Regions from separate parts of the Urocitellus parryii genome. Here region 2 is linked to region 1. The links are chromatin contacts, called in public Hi-C maps. All regions are on one chromosome and are shown on one strand. Each heading gives the region's core, a stretch centred on a gene start, on an enhancer-like site or on the middle of the called end of the contact. The rest is flanking DNA. Distances are from core to core; before and after follow the strand shown.

The links. Hi-C and Micro-C count contacts between places; a contact is called where the count stands out from the background.
Region 2: a Hi-C map of muscle shows a contact between it and region 1, with 4 times the contacts expected there. The contact joins the promoter of Fancm here to the promoter of Klhl28 in region 1. A contact is called at or near these places in 2 of 2 Hi-C or Micro-C datasets (liver and muscle).

Annotation. Positions count from the first base shown.
Region 1 is chr6:55,912,858-55,918,796 of mUroPar1.hap1, reverse strand. Klhl28 (kelch like family member 28) reads left to right here and starts at 1,389. Exons shown (of 6, transcript XM_026412663.2): 1 at 1,389-1,482; 2 at 2,011-2,147. It overlaps Togaram1 (TOG array regulator of axonemal microtubules 1), which reads right to left and starts at 1,087. Exons shown (of 20, transcript XM_026412660.2): 1 at 1-1,087. The coding sequence starts at 879.
Region 2 is chr6:56,073,116-56,079,270 of mUroPar1.hap1, reverse strand. Fancm (FA complementation group M) reads right to left here and starts at 2,206. Exons shown (of 22, transcript XM_077799429.1): 1 at 1,703-2,206; 2 at 887-1,059. The coding sequence starts at 2,204. It overlaps Fkbp3 (FKBP prolyl isomerase 3), which reads left to right and starts at 3,611. Exons shown (of 6, transcript XM_026412655.2): 1 at 3,611-3,756. The coding sequence starts at 3,649.

The DNA.
Region 1 (5,939 bases), core at 140-2,639:
TTGAAACCTCTCTTGGCCAAGTCTCTCACCAATTTGTTGAAGTGCAGAAAAAGCTACCTCTGATTCTTCTTCTATCTCCTGATCACCAAGCTTTCTGGCTAGAGATATTATTACCTCAGTGAGATCCAGGCCGAGCAACAAATCCTCAGGAGTAAGTAAGATGGGGAGCAGTAGTGCAGTAGAAGCTCTAAGTCGGCTATTGGTACTTTCCAAACCTTGATGTATTAGCGTTCTTAGCACCTGTCCAGAACTACGTTTCAGACATATGTGCAGAATCTGCAGCGCATCTTTCCGCAGAGCTGGATTCTCTTCTCGTAAGGAGACAACTAGTTGAGGCAGAAGTGCTAAACTAAAAGCTTCTTCCAGCTGGCCTGCCTCCCCCTGACCTCGGAGAACATCGGAAAGAAGTTGCAAGCAGAGTCGTTTCTCATCACTACCTCCTTCCACAAGCACTCGGCCCAGGGCCCGATACAATGCTTCTTTACGTCTGGGGAAGCCAAGTCGACCGCCCCGCCGTGGCAAAGCAGCCTGCAAAGCCTGGAAAGCCTCGGAAGGATCGGGGACGGTGCGCAAGAGCTGAAAGAGCCGAGTCTCCTCTTCATCTCCCCCTGAGAAACCACCTCCAGGCCCAGACCAACTACTTGAGACTGCCTCTGCCGGCAACAAGAGGGTTGAGGCCAGAGGTGAAGGTGTAGGGGGACAGGAGCCGTGGTCCCCGGCAGCTCCGCGGCAGTAGTAATTTTTCTCTCCTCTCATGGTGCCCCCAACTCGATTATCATCAGTCTCTGGGGCGGAAGGGCGACCGCAGCTCTGGAGGCGACAGGCATAAGCGGCTGAAAGGGGCGGCACCAGAAGCAGCGAGGATGGCGCAGCCGCCATGGAGGGTGGTCAGGTAGCGAAGGCTGAAGGGAACCATTGCCGTCTCCGAAGGGCTCGATGAAGCCCAGCCTTTCACTTCCTTCCCAAGCCCCAAACTGCAGAGGAGGAAAAGGAACACCTAGAGCCAGCTGCCAGGCCGCCTCCTACTCCGGGAGGCAGCCTTTTGGTAAAATGGCCCCCGCTAGAGTCCCAGACCCCACAGCTGCCACCGGGCGGAACCAGGAGCACCACGTGACCAAACCGATCGCTTCCATGGTGATGTACTCAGAGCGGACCTCTTGACCCGGAAATCGATCCGCCGAGATGAATGCTGGGTCATGAAGTCCACGTCAGATGTTAAGGCAGAAGTGTCCGGGAAGAGGAAGTCAGAACGTTGGAACGTAACTAGGGCGGAGAGGAGGGCGGGTACTGGGGGTGGGGGGGGAAAAAAAAAAAAAAAAAAAAGGTGTTAGGCGGAAGTGACGTTGTCCTTGCTCCGGGCGGAAGTTCCCCGCCCCACCCGTGAGAGTTGAGGCTTGACCAGAGCGAGTGAGGATCTTGTCCCGGCTTCAATTGTCCACGGCTCCACCTCCTGTGGCTGCAGGTGTGATTCCTGGGACTCAGGTATTTTCCCTTTGCTGTCCTCCAGCGATGCAATATTTGGCAAAGTTTTGCCCAAGTGGCACTGGAGATAGAAGTAAAGGAGTGGACGGGAGCAGGCAGGGAAAGGCGACATCTTCTTCTGCAGGGCTCGTTACCGTTATAAACGCGTTACTCCCTACAACCCTGAATAGTGTGATCCTTTCCTCCTCCTATCCGTTTATTCGTACAGGAGATCCCGACCAAAGCCAAGCTCATAGACGGGTTAATTTTATTTTCCAATTCCCGATCTTTGGGGACCTTATTCACCACGCTTTTCTCCCAGGTCCCCTTTTGGTACTTCCCATAACCCTCTGGCTGGGGAAGGTCAATTGTTTTCTGTCACTTTTTCTTACCCCCATCACTTTTAAGTTCTCTTTGAAACGCGCATAATCTGGAGATAAATGTTTCCCCTATAACTAACCTCCTCCCTCTAGACGTTCTCAAAGTCTTGTCTTCTGATGCAGTTCTTCTGTGGGACTCACCCTTTTCCCCGCCTCCTCCCTCCTCCAGCCGAACTCCCAGCAGGATCTTCAAGCGTCTCTGCAGCCTTTCAGTCTCCTAGAGACAGAGATTGCAAAGACAATTTCAGTAGCGATGGAAGTTCTTGTCATCACGGTCCTAAGAGAATTCTTCCCTGTGGATTTAGGGTTGGTAGATATTTCTTTGTTTTAGGCGAACTGAGAATTTGATATGCATTTTGCCCTTGGAAATGAAACTTAAGTAGATTGAAGAGCTGGAATGTCTTGGTATGAGGCTGAATGTTTCAGAGTGTGGAAGAGCGATGTTTTATTTTATTTAATTTTTTATGTGATGCTGAGGATTGAACCCAGTGCCTCACACATACTAGGCAAGTGCTCTGCCACTGAGCTACAGCCCCAGCCTAGAGAGAGAAATTTTTAAAGAAATAATACAATTACTTTTGAATAACCTAATGAAAAAACTCAGTTATAATTTGAAGTCCGAAATTTATACACTTTAAAGTATTGCTGCCTTGTTCTGTATCGGATGGGATATCCCAAATAATTTTTAAAATCCTAGAATAATTTAGCATATATGCTAAACCATGTTGTAATGTTTCTGGCTGATGCAAGTTCAGAAATTATTTCTGAATTTTGCCTTATAGCACAATTTGCATATCATAGTTTTTTTTTTCCTTTGGGAAAAGGAGGCTACATAAATATGTATCCTATGTTTTGGTTTAAATTCAAAGTGGTTACTTCCTTAGTCATTTTGATATACAAATGAATCTGCCTAGATTTGGTTTGGCTAGCATATTTCAGTTAACCAAAAGAATTCTTCTGCCCTTTTTCTTTTTTAGGCACAGAGTTAGGGCATAGGAGTGAAAATCAAGATAGGATTGTAGCAGTTGTCAATGAAAATGTCTGGTTTTCATGTTTCTAATCTAAGAAACTCAAATGCATCTTTTTATTCTTGTATGCTCAGCCTTCAGGAAGCTAGTCCAAATGAAGGGAAAGGAGAATGATGTACAAGTTAGAATGTACACAATAGAATGCCAGTTGGAATAGAAAATAATCCTTTCCACTGATAAGAATTTTCGGGTTGATAATCCAGTGCATTCTGCTATATCCAAGATTTTGGGAAGCCAGGTTAATAACTAGAGATTTCATGATAATCACCAAATCATAGAAAAAGAAATTGGAAGCTCTTGAATGATATTTCATAATCAGTTATGGTAGAAGCTTAAGAATTATTCCTTCTTGGGGCCAGGGTTGTGGCTCAGTGGCAGAGCACTTGCCTAGCCTGTGTGAGACACCGAGTTTGAGTATCACCACTGCATATAAATAAATAAAATGAAGGTTCATTGACAACTAAAAAATAAATAAATAAATAAATAAATAAAAAGAATTATTTCTTCCTGCTAGGTGTGGTGGCCTATACCTGTAATCCCAGCATATTGGGAAGCTGAGGGAGGAGGATCATAGGTTCAAAGCCAGCTTTAGTAACTTAGTGAGATCCTGTCTCAACATAAAAAATTAAGAGCTTAGTTATAAAGTGCTCTTGGGTTCAATCCCCAGTACCCACTCCCCTAAAAAAGTACCCCTTCCCTCAATAAAGAATACTTTTTAGAGGTTTTGGACACTTAAATTTAAGTCAAGCAGTTGTCATGTCCTGTTCTTGGGAACAAACCAAATAGTCTTTTGATTATTCTTCTTCTCAGGCCTTTGTAGATCATTATGTTACAAATTACAGTTTATTTTATATCTGTTACATTTTGTCTCCTTGATGAAGACTTGGAAGATGCATTAGTCTCTATAGTGTATATTTAGGAAGTGAGATTTCATCATCATGTCTCTTACTGATTATCTCTTATGATTATCTTGTGGAATATGAATCTTATCCATTTAAGTTATGTTCTATTTATATCTATTACAGATACAAAGGATATTTTTTTTAAATCCATTTTTGTTGGTATATCATTATACATAATAGTGGGATTCATTGTGATATATATATACATGCACATAACATTACTTGATCAGTTTCATAACCCAGTGCCTTCCCTTTCTCTCTCCCGCTTCCTCAACCCTACTGGTCTCCCCTCTAGTTTTATGAGGTCGCTTAAAAAATTTTTTTTTTCTTTTGAGCTTCTGCATGTGAGAGAACATATGACCCTTTCTTTTTTTTCGTTTTTAGAATTTGTTATTTTTAGATAAACATGATAGTAGAATGTATTTTGACACGTTACACATATATTGACTATAACTTATTCTAATTAAGATCCCATTCTGGGGCTAGGATTGTGGCTTAGTGGTAGAGTGCTCACCTAGCATGGGCGGGACCCGGGTTCCACATAAAAATAGAGGCATTGTGTTGTGTCCATTTATACCTAAATAATAATAATAATAATAATAATAATAATAATAATAAAAGATCCTATTCTTATTGTTAAACATGAGGTGGAGTTATATTGGTCATGTACATATGACCTTTTCTGAGTCTGGCTTATTGGCTCATTATGATGCTCCAGTTTCATCTATTTTCCTGCAAATGACATAATTTCAGTCTTCTTTATGGGTGAATTACATATATATATTATTTATTTATTCATTTGGTGATGAATGCATAGGCTGATTCTATAACTTGGCTATTGTGAATTGAGCTTCTATGAACATGAACATTCCTTTGGAAAAATACTGAAGAGTGGTGTTTCTGGGTGCTATGGTTATTCCATTCCTAGTCCATTAGGAAATCTCCATATTGATTTCCACAGTGATTGTTCTAATTTACAATCCCACATTCTCTATAGCATTTATTAGTTGTATTTTTGATGATTTCTTTCTAATTGGAGTGAGAGGAAATCTCAGTGTTGTTTTGATTTGCATTTCCCTGATTGCTAATGATGTTGATTTTTAAAAAAAATCTTATTCTCGAATTATGAGTCTTTTGTGTATTGAGTATAAAAACCTTTATTTTGAAACGTAAGTATAGATAGGGAACATATTTTGATCAAATTTCAGAGTTTGTAGTGAAACATTTTAGTTGTTTTATTAATAATATATCTGGAAAAGTTGAAAGGAGGTAGTTTAAGGATCCATTGAAAATTGCAAATTTGAATTAAACATGCTAAAATTTTCAGTTTCAAAAATGATTAATGGATTACAGGAATATGTGTTACATACCTTTATTCTTTAACTGCTTTTAAGCAAGGTAAACACAATTGCCCTAAAGCATTATTTTGAGTCAGATAATAAATTTGTTGGATGAATCATTATAGTTTTTTCTGTATTCTTAAATTTTACAGACACTTAGGAATATTGGAAATCAGTGTGAATTTTGTAAACTATTAAAAGTTTGTATTGTTTAAGAAGTATTGTGCAAATGAAAGATATATTAACAAATAATTATAATGATACCATTTATTGTATTTGCTTCATGCCATGCACTGTGGTAGGTACTTAACAAATATTAATTGATTTAACTATTTTTGGAGGTTGTATATTCTACATTTGTACTGTGGAACATCGGAAGACTATATCTACTGGAAAGTGATTGTTCAGAGTAAGAAAGTAAACTCAAATTAGTATATTTAATTATTTGCTTAGAATTTTGTATTATTTGATTATATACGTTAATCTATCCTTTTTGGATTTCTATTCTGAATCTTGTTTACTTTCTTGAATCAAAATTTTAATAACATTAAGAAATTATGGCTCTATTTTTATACCTGTAGAATGACTTACTTATTTTTATCTAGTTTATATTATGTTCCAAAGCATTTATGCATTTCTGTCTTGAGTCAGAACTAGAACTTAAAGTGAAAATTCAATTTTTATTGCATTTTAAGCACTAAGCTATATAAATTAACATCATTTAACATCTGTTGCAACCATTTTCAATGGACAGGGGTTAATTATGTAACTAGGAGCTTTTGCTGAATGTAGTAACGCCTTTGGGGACTTGCTTTCTTCTGTGTTATT
Region 2 (6,155 bases), core at 957-3,456, 160 kb before region 1:
CTTTCACATATTCAGTTCTCCAAGTCAGAAACCGGGGAATTATCCTACTTTCCTCCTATCTCACATCAGATACTCTGCCTTTAGCCTTCACCCCTCCAATCTCACAAATTATATCACCTCAGCTAAACATTTTTTAATGAGTATCTACCATTTATATCCCCAGTGGCCTATTAAGTGCTTTCAAACTATCAAATGCCTTCACAATGTGGTCCTTAAGCAGAATAGAAGAAGTAAAGTTTCCTCAATAAAAGAGGTAAATAGAAGGTTAATTCCATTTAGTGAAAGAGATGAATAACTTTTACAACCATATTCCACCATTTCCACCTTTATACTTTATATCCCTATAGTACTCAAGTGGAAGGCACTGTTAGGCATTCTGCATACATTATGTTTTTTAATCCTTAGAAAAATGATGTTAAGTATTATCCTATCCAGTTGCCAAAGAATGGCCCCACAAATCTACTACCAATCTTTGGATTAGCTTAGTTTCCAAACACTATGAAGATTCTACTTTATGTTTTATCTATTTACTTTTTAACTAGTGCGTTACTTTATGCCTAAAAGTTGGGTTCATTTTGACATAATCATACATGCATGTAATTTATCACCCATCTCCTACGTTAAATCACTACCCCAACCATAACCAGGCTCTCAAAATCCACATCTCACGCTAGTGGTCTTGTTAATGTTTAAAAAAAAAAAAAAATGAGAGTAGAGGTATTTGAGTGGAGAAGGAAAATTATTTACAATCACCATTTGTTGAGATCATAAATAAATCTAAGGCTTTTAGAGTACCATCAGTAAGTTCCACTACTAATAACTATCCCCCAAAATACTCCTTAACAATATGGGTAAACTACTAAATATTATTTTACAAAATTATTACCTGACAATAAGCATAGTTTCCAAGAGCCTTATGAGCTTCATCAACAACTAGACACTTTATATCAGCAGCAGGACAAGCTCCTCTAGTAAGGTCATTTACCATGATCTGAGGTGTAAGAAAAAGGACTCTCTTACTGCACCATATTTCCTTCCTGGTGAAAGCTTGAGTGGAACCTGTAAATAAAGTGAAAGTCTATATTTTAAACTCCAGACTGTTTTTTTTTGTTTGTTTGTTTGTTTGTTTTTGTGGTGCTAGGGATTGAACCCAGGGCCTTGTGCATGCTAGGCAAGCACTCTACCAACTGAGCTATATCCCCAGCCCCAGACTGATATTTTTAAAACAAAAACAGTCTAGCCTATCTTCAAAATGTAATCATGCTTTAGGAATGTGCTTAAGTGGAGAACAATGTAACAACTCATTGAAATGCTACATGTTAAATCTCCAATTTGCCCCAAATGTCAAAGAGCATCATTTAAATAGACTGTCCTTATAATTCCTGCAAAATGGCATAATGTTAGAAGCGAAGCAAATTCTTCAATTGGGAAATCATTCTTAGTAAGAATGCCCAAGGGATATAATACACGAATGCTTCAAAATACTGACAAACCACAGGGATTCTCTGAAGGTTTAATAAACAATCCTGTTCATCAGTGCTGGGCCTACCACATTCCGAAAGAATGTAAGATGAGAATATTTGGATCTAGTAAGTATTCCACATGCATCAGGAATTTCTTTAGCTCTATTTCCACCACAACGTATGTTCATCCCTAGAAATAAAGCTCTTATTTTCAAATCAACCCATCCTTTCTCAAATACCTGTCATTTCGGCCATGTGGGACTGTGGGATACCCATCACCTGGTAGCAAGCCTCGATCTGCTGTGTCACCAAGGGTTTCGTGGGGGCCATAAAAACAACCTTGCCGGAAGGAAACCAGCGGTAGAAATTGTACATGACCACGGCGGCAATAAAGGTCTTTCCCAGCCCGGTAGGAAGACACACCAAAGTGTTGCAGAACAGAGCGGTCCTGGAGATGCGCAGCTGGTAGTCCCGCACAGGGTAATTAGTGGGGTAGATCCACAGGGCACCCGCTGAGGTGCAGAACCCGCCATTCTCTAGACTCAGCTGCCGCTCAGCCTCGTACACTGCGACTAGTAACACATCATCGTCCGACTCCGGCTGAGACGCAGCCGCGGCAGATAAATGAGCCTCTGAGCAGGCCTGAGGCCGTTCAGTTCCGGAGCTGCAACTAGGAGTCCCAACCGATCGGGAAACGCTTGAGCCCCACGTCTGGAAAAGCGTTCTTTGCCGTCCACTCATGAGGCTGAAGTCCACCAAAAGCTTATTTCAGGAACCGAGATCCACAGCGGTTTTACCCGCTCAGTTCCGAGCTCCATCAGTTTCCTGCATACAAAGCTAAGGAACCAGAGGGCGGAACCACAGCTAGGCATCCAGTTGAAAATGCCGCCGCTGAGTTTGCGTTGGGAGTACGATTGGCTTGCTTTCCGGAAATACTCCATGACCTCCTGGAGACGCATGCGCATTGCTAAGGAGTTGCTCTAAATTTAGTCCCCTTCACAGTTTTAGCAGACTCTGAATTTGAGTTCCGTTTCCCTCGATTAGGTGTCTGCGAGTCATTGCGAACGTGATACCGTTTACAATGATTAAAATAAATGACCTTGAGATCCCGGAGACAATGGAATGCTCATAATTTTGTGAAGTTAACGTTATTGAGCACTTAAGTCAGGTGATGTGGTGAAAATCAAAATAGCGTGGATAAAATTAAGGATATATCTTATTCCTCTCTCTAGACTGAGAAAACTGCCTGATCGTTTCACTGTGTTGGGATTGGCAAGCCATTATTCTAACAATTTACTATTCAAAGGAAAGTGAATGTAGGCTGGTCCCGTTATTCGTTAGAAAATTAATAAAAGGTATTCTGAAGTTCCACTATTTCATCTTTACTACAGATTTAGAGCAGTGAATTTAGATGTGCGATTACTCTACCGTTAGTTATAGCCTACCTGGACTTGGATGCAATTCCTGGCTTCTCTACTTGAAACCTAATGACTTAATGTACAAAATTTGTTCCCTCTTGTATTGATGAAAAGTACAAATACACCACGTAGCTGCTATAAGCATTAATAATGCCACCCATCATCAGTAAGTCGCAACCTAAAGTACAGCTTCTTTATTTTATTCAAATTTCTGAACAAAATTTTCGCTTTTCGTTAGGAAGAAAGGGGTTTGTATTTAGGTTTCGTTTATGTGAGCTTTAATAAGGAATTAGCTTGGTATGGATTGTTCTAATAGACAAGGACAGAGCCAATTCAGAGATGAATCATTAGGATGTAACTAGCTAAAAATGAGATTAGGAGTCTGAATGTTGTTTTCTTTAAGCAGGTTATAGACTGGACCTTTAAGGCATAGCAGGCCATAGTAATTAATAGTGTGGATAGTGGCTGGTAAACATCACTACCATCAGAGGTCGCCCCACAAGAGGTCCAAACGAGAATATAATACTGCGGGACGTTTTCTGCGCAGCCGACCGGCGTGGCCACTTTTGCAGGGTTTTAACACCCACTCAACAAAGAAGCCCTCAATAGCACGGCCTTGACGTCACTCAAATACAGGCACCAATCCCACCCGGTAGCGCAGTGACCACGCCCCGTCAAGCTCCGTGCGAGCCCACGCCACGCCCCAGGGGCGGGGCGGCGCAGAAGTGAGGCGGGCTGGCTCAGTAAAGCAGAGGCGGCGGGGGAAGATGGCGGCGGCAGTTCCACAGCGGGCGTGGACCGTGGAGCAGCTGCGCAGTGAGCAGCTTCCCAAGAAGGACATTATCAAGTTTCTACAGGATCACGGTTCAGACTCGGTACCAGAGGCGGCTGGGAGGCCGGGCTGGCTCAGCTGAGGGACGCCTCACCCCCCCTGGAGATGCCCATGCATTCCGTATTCCTCTGTGCCCCCGCCCTCGCCCTCCCGCGGCCCGTGGCGCGGAAGGTCGGAGCGGCCCCAGTGCGCTCCCGCCCCACGGGCCGGCCCTACTTCCGCGGGGGAATGGCCTTATTTTCTGAGACATGCAGGCTGCAATCGCTAAATTAAAACTCCATTGGGATCCTTAAATGAGGGTGGAGGCCAGAAAAAAGGAACCCGGAGATGTTGGTGGCTGAGGCGGGGAATAGGATTGGGTGAGACCCTGGAGCGGAATGCTGGCTACTAGGGAAATGGAGAGGAATTTGAAATTTACGTGGGAACTGTATGTGCACCTTGCTTTCCTCACCAATTCACTGAATAACAAACATTAATCCATGTGATTTTTCAAAAGCCTGTAGATTGTGGTTGAACTTCTTAGAAAAATATTGAACCATTTTCATCATTGTATTAACGAAGTTACGAGTACACAGTGGTCTCCCAGAGTTATAAACAATCAGATTAAGAAATCTTTTTGGTATTCTTTATGATGTGTGCCCTAAATTTTTTTAGCATAGTTTCTATCATAACCACCCAATTGTAGTCTCTGGTTATTTTTGTCAGACCTGACTTTTTTTGTCCTTCAGAAATGAAGATCCTTTATAACCTTCATAATTGCTGAACTACGAGTCATTTAAATGAATTTTCTCTAGTGATCATTCACGTATTTAAACCTATGTTTTAAAGTTATTATTTTCCTGCTTTTGGGAATCGGTGGAAAAGACCCTATGTCAGGGATCTTATACCATTTTAATGAAATTATTTTCTCTTAAGCGAGTAATATTTCAACTGAAACAATAGAAATGAGTACAAATATTGTAACAATACCTCAGTATTGTATTTCATTAAATTCTTATAAAACAGATCATACCAATGTGAATCTAATGTCATGCAGGCCAAAGTGGGACAATTCCAGAGATTTGTATTATATTTATATAACATTAATCATTTAAATGCGTGTTCTCTGTGGAACATTCACTTACATAAACCTATATTTGCTATATTTTACAGTCATCATTTTATTGATTACATCCAAGAGATGTTTATATTTTAGGTATTTTTCTTGAACTTTTCCTAAAGTCATGAGTGCTATGCAACTGATTTCTAGATAATCAACTTTATCTCCTTTCTCCAGTCAGCCTTTATCATTTAGAACATTTCTTCAAAAGAAGGAAAGCAAAAGCAAAGGGGGAAAAATGGAGTAGTGATAATGTTAGAAAAACTGAAGGACTAGGGATGTAGTTCCGTGGTAGAGTGCTTACCTGGTATACCTGAGGCCTGTTCAGTTCCCAGTACCACAAAAAGAGAAAGAAAAACAGGAGACACCAAGGGACAACTTTGAAAAAGTAATAAAATGGAGAACTCTAATAAGGACCACAAGTCAAGAAAGGAAGCAAAATAAAATAAAATGACATCATGAAAATTATTTGACATTAACATTACCTGATTTTGAGATGAACCTGCCACAACTTGATGTTTCAGTAGTGGTATTTTGGTGTCCATTTGTCAACTTACAGTCTTATATTTCAAAAAGAAAAAGAATTCTGGTTACTGTGAGCTACTTAATACATTATAGCTAATAGTTCTTACCATGCAACACACTTTTAGCTAAATGCATTAAATGGATTATTGCATTTTATCCTTATCACAGTTCTTTAACAGATTCTGTTATTAATCTTTCACTACAGATATGGAAGGCTTTGTCCTCTGTACAAGATCAGAGAGGTGGATTTTAGCCAAGATAATATGACTTTACAGCCCATATATAGATAGATGATTCTGGCTATCTTAACCTGTTTGTAACTCATTCTTAACCAGCTATGGGTTACGGATAGGTTAAGAGAGCCATGCCCAGCATAGCTACAGGCTCCCAAAAGCATTTATTTCATTTCTTCTTTATTAATACTTTTGAAAACATAGCTAACATTGAAAGATCATTTGCTAATTTTTTTTGTTGTTCTTTTTGAGACAGGGTCTTACTGTATTGCTCAAGTTGGTCTCAAACTCTTAGGCTCAAGCAATCCTACATCAGCCCCCTCAAGTAGCTAGGACCATAGGCCAAATAATCACACTTAGCTCTAAACCTTATCTTAGAGCCTTCTTGAGGGGAATTATTTTGAGTAACCAGCTTTTTTCTTTGTAGTTTCTTGCAGAGCATAAGTTATTAGGCAACATTAAAAATGTAGCCAAGACAGCTAATAAGGACCATTTGGTTACAGCCTATAACCACCTGTTTGAAAGTAAGGTGAGTATTTTTACATCCTATGAGCAGAAATCATTTTAGAAATTTTATTTCCAAAG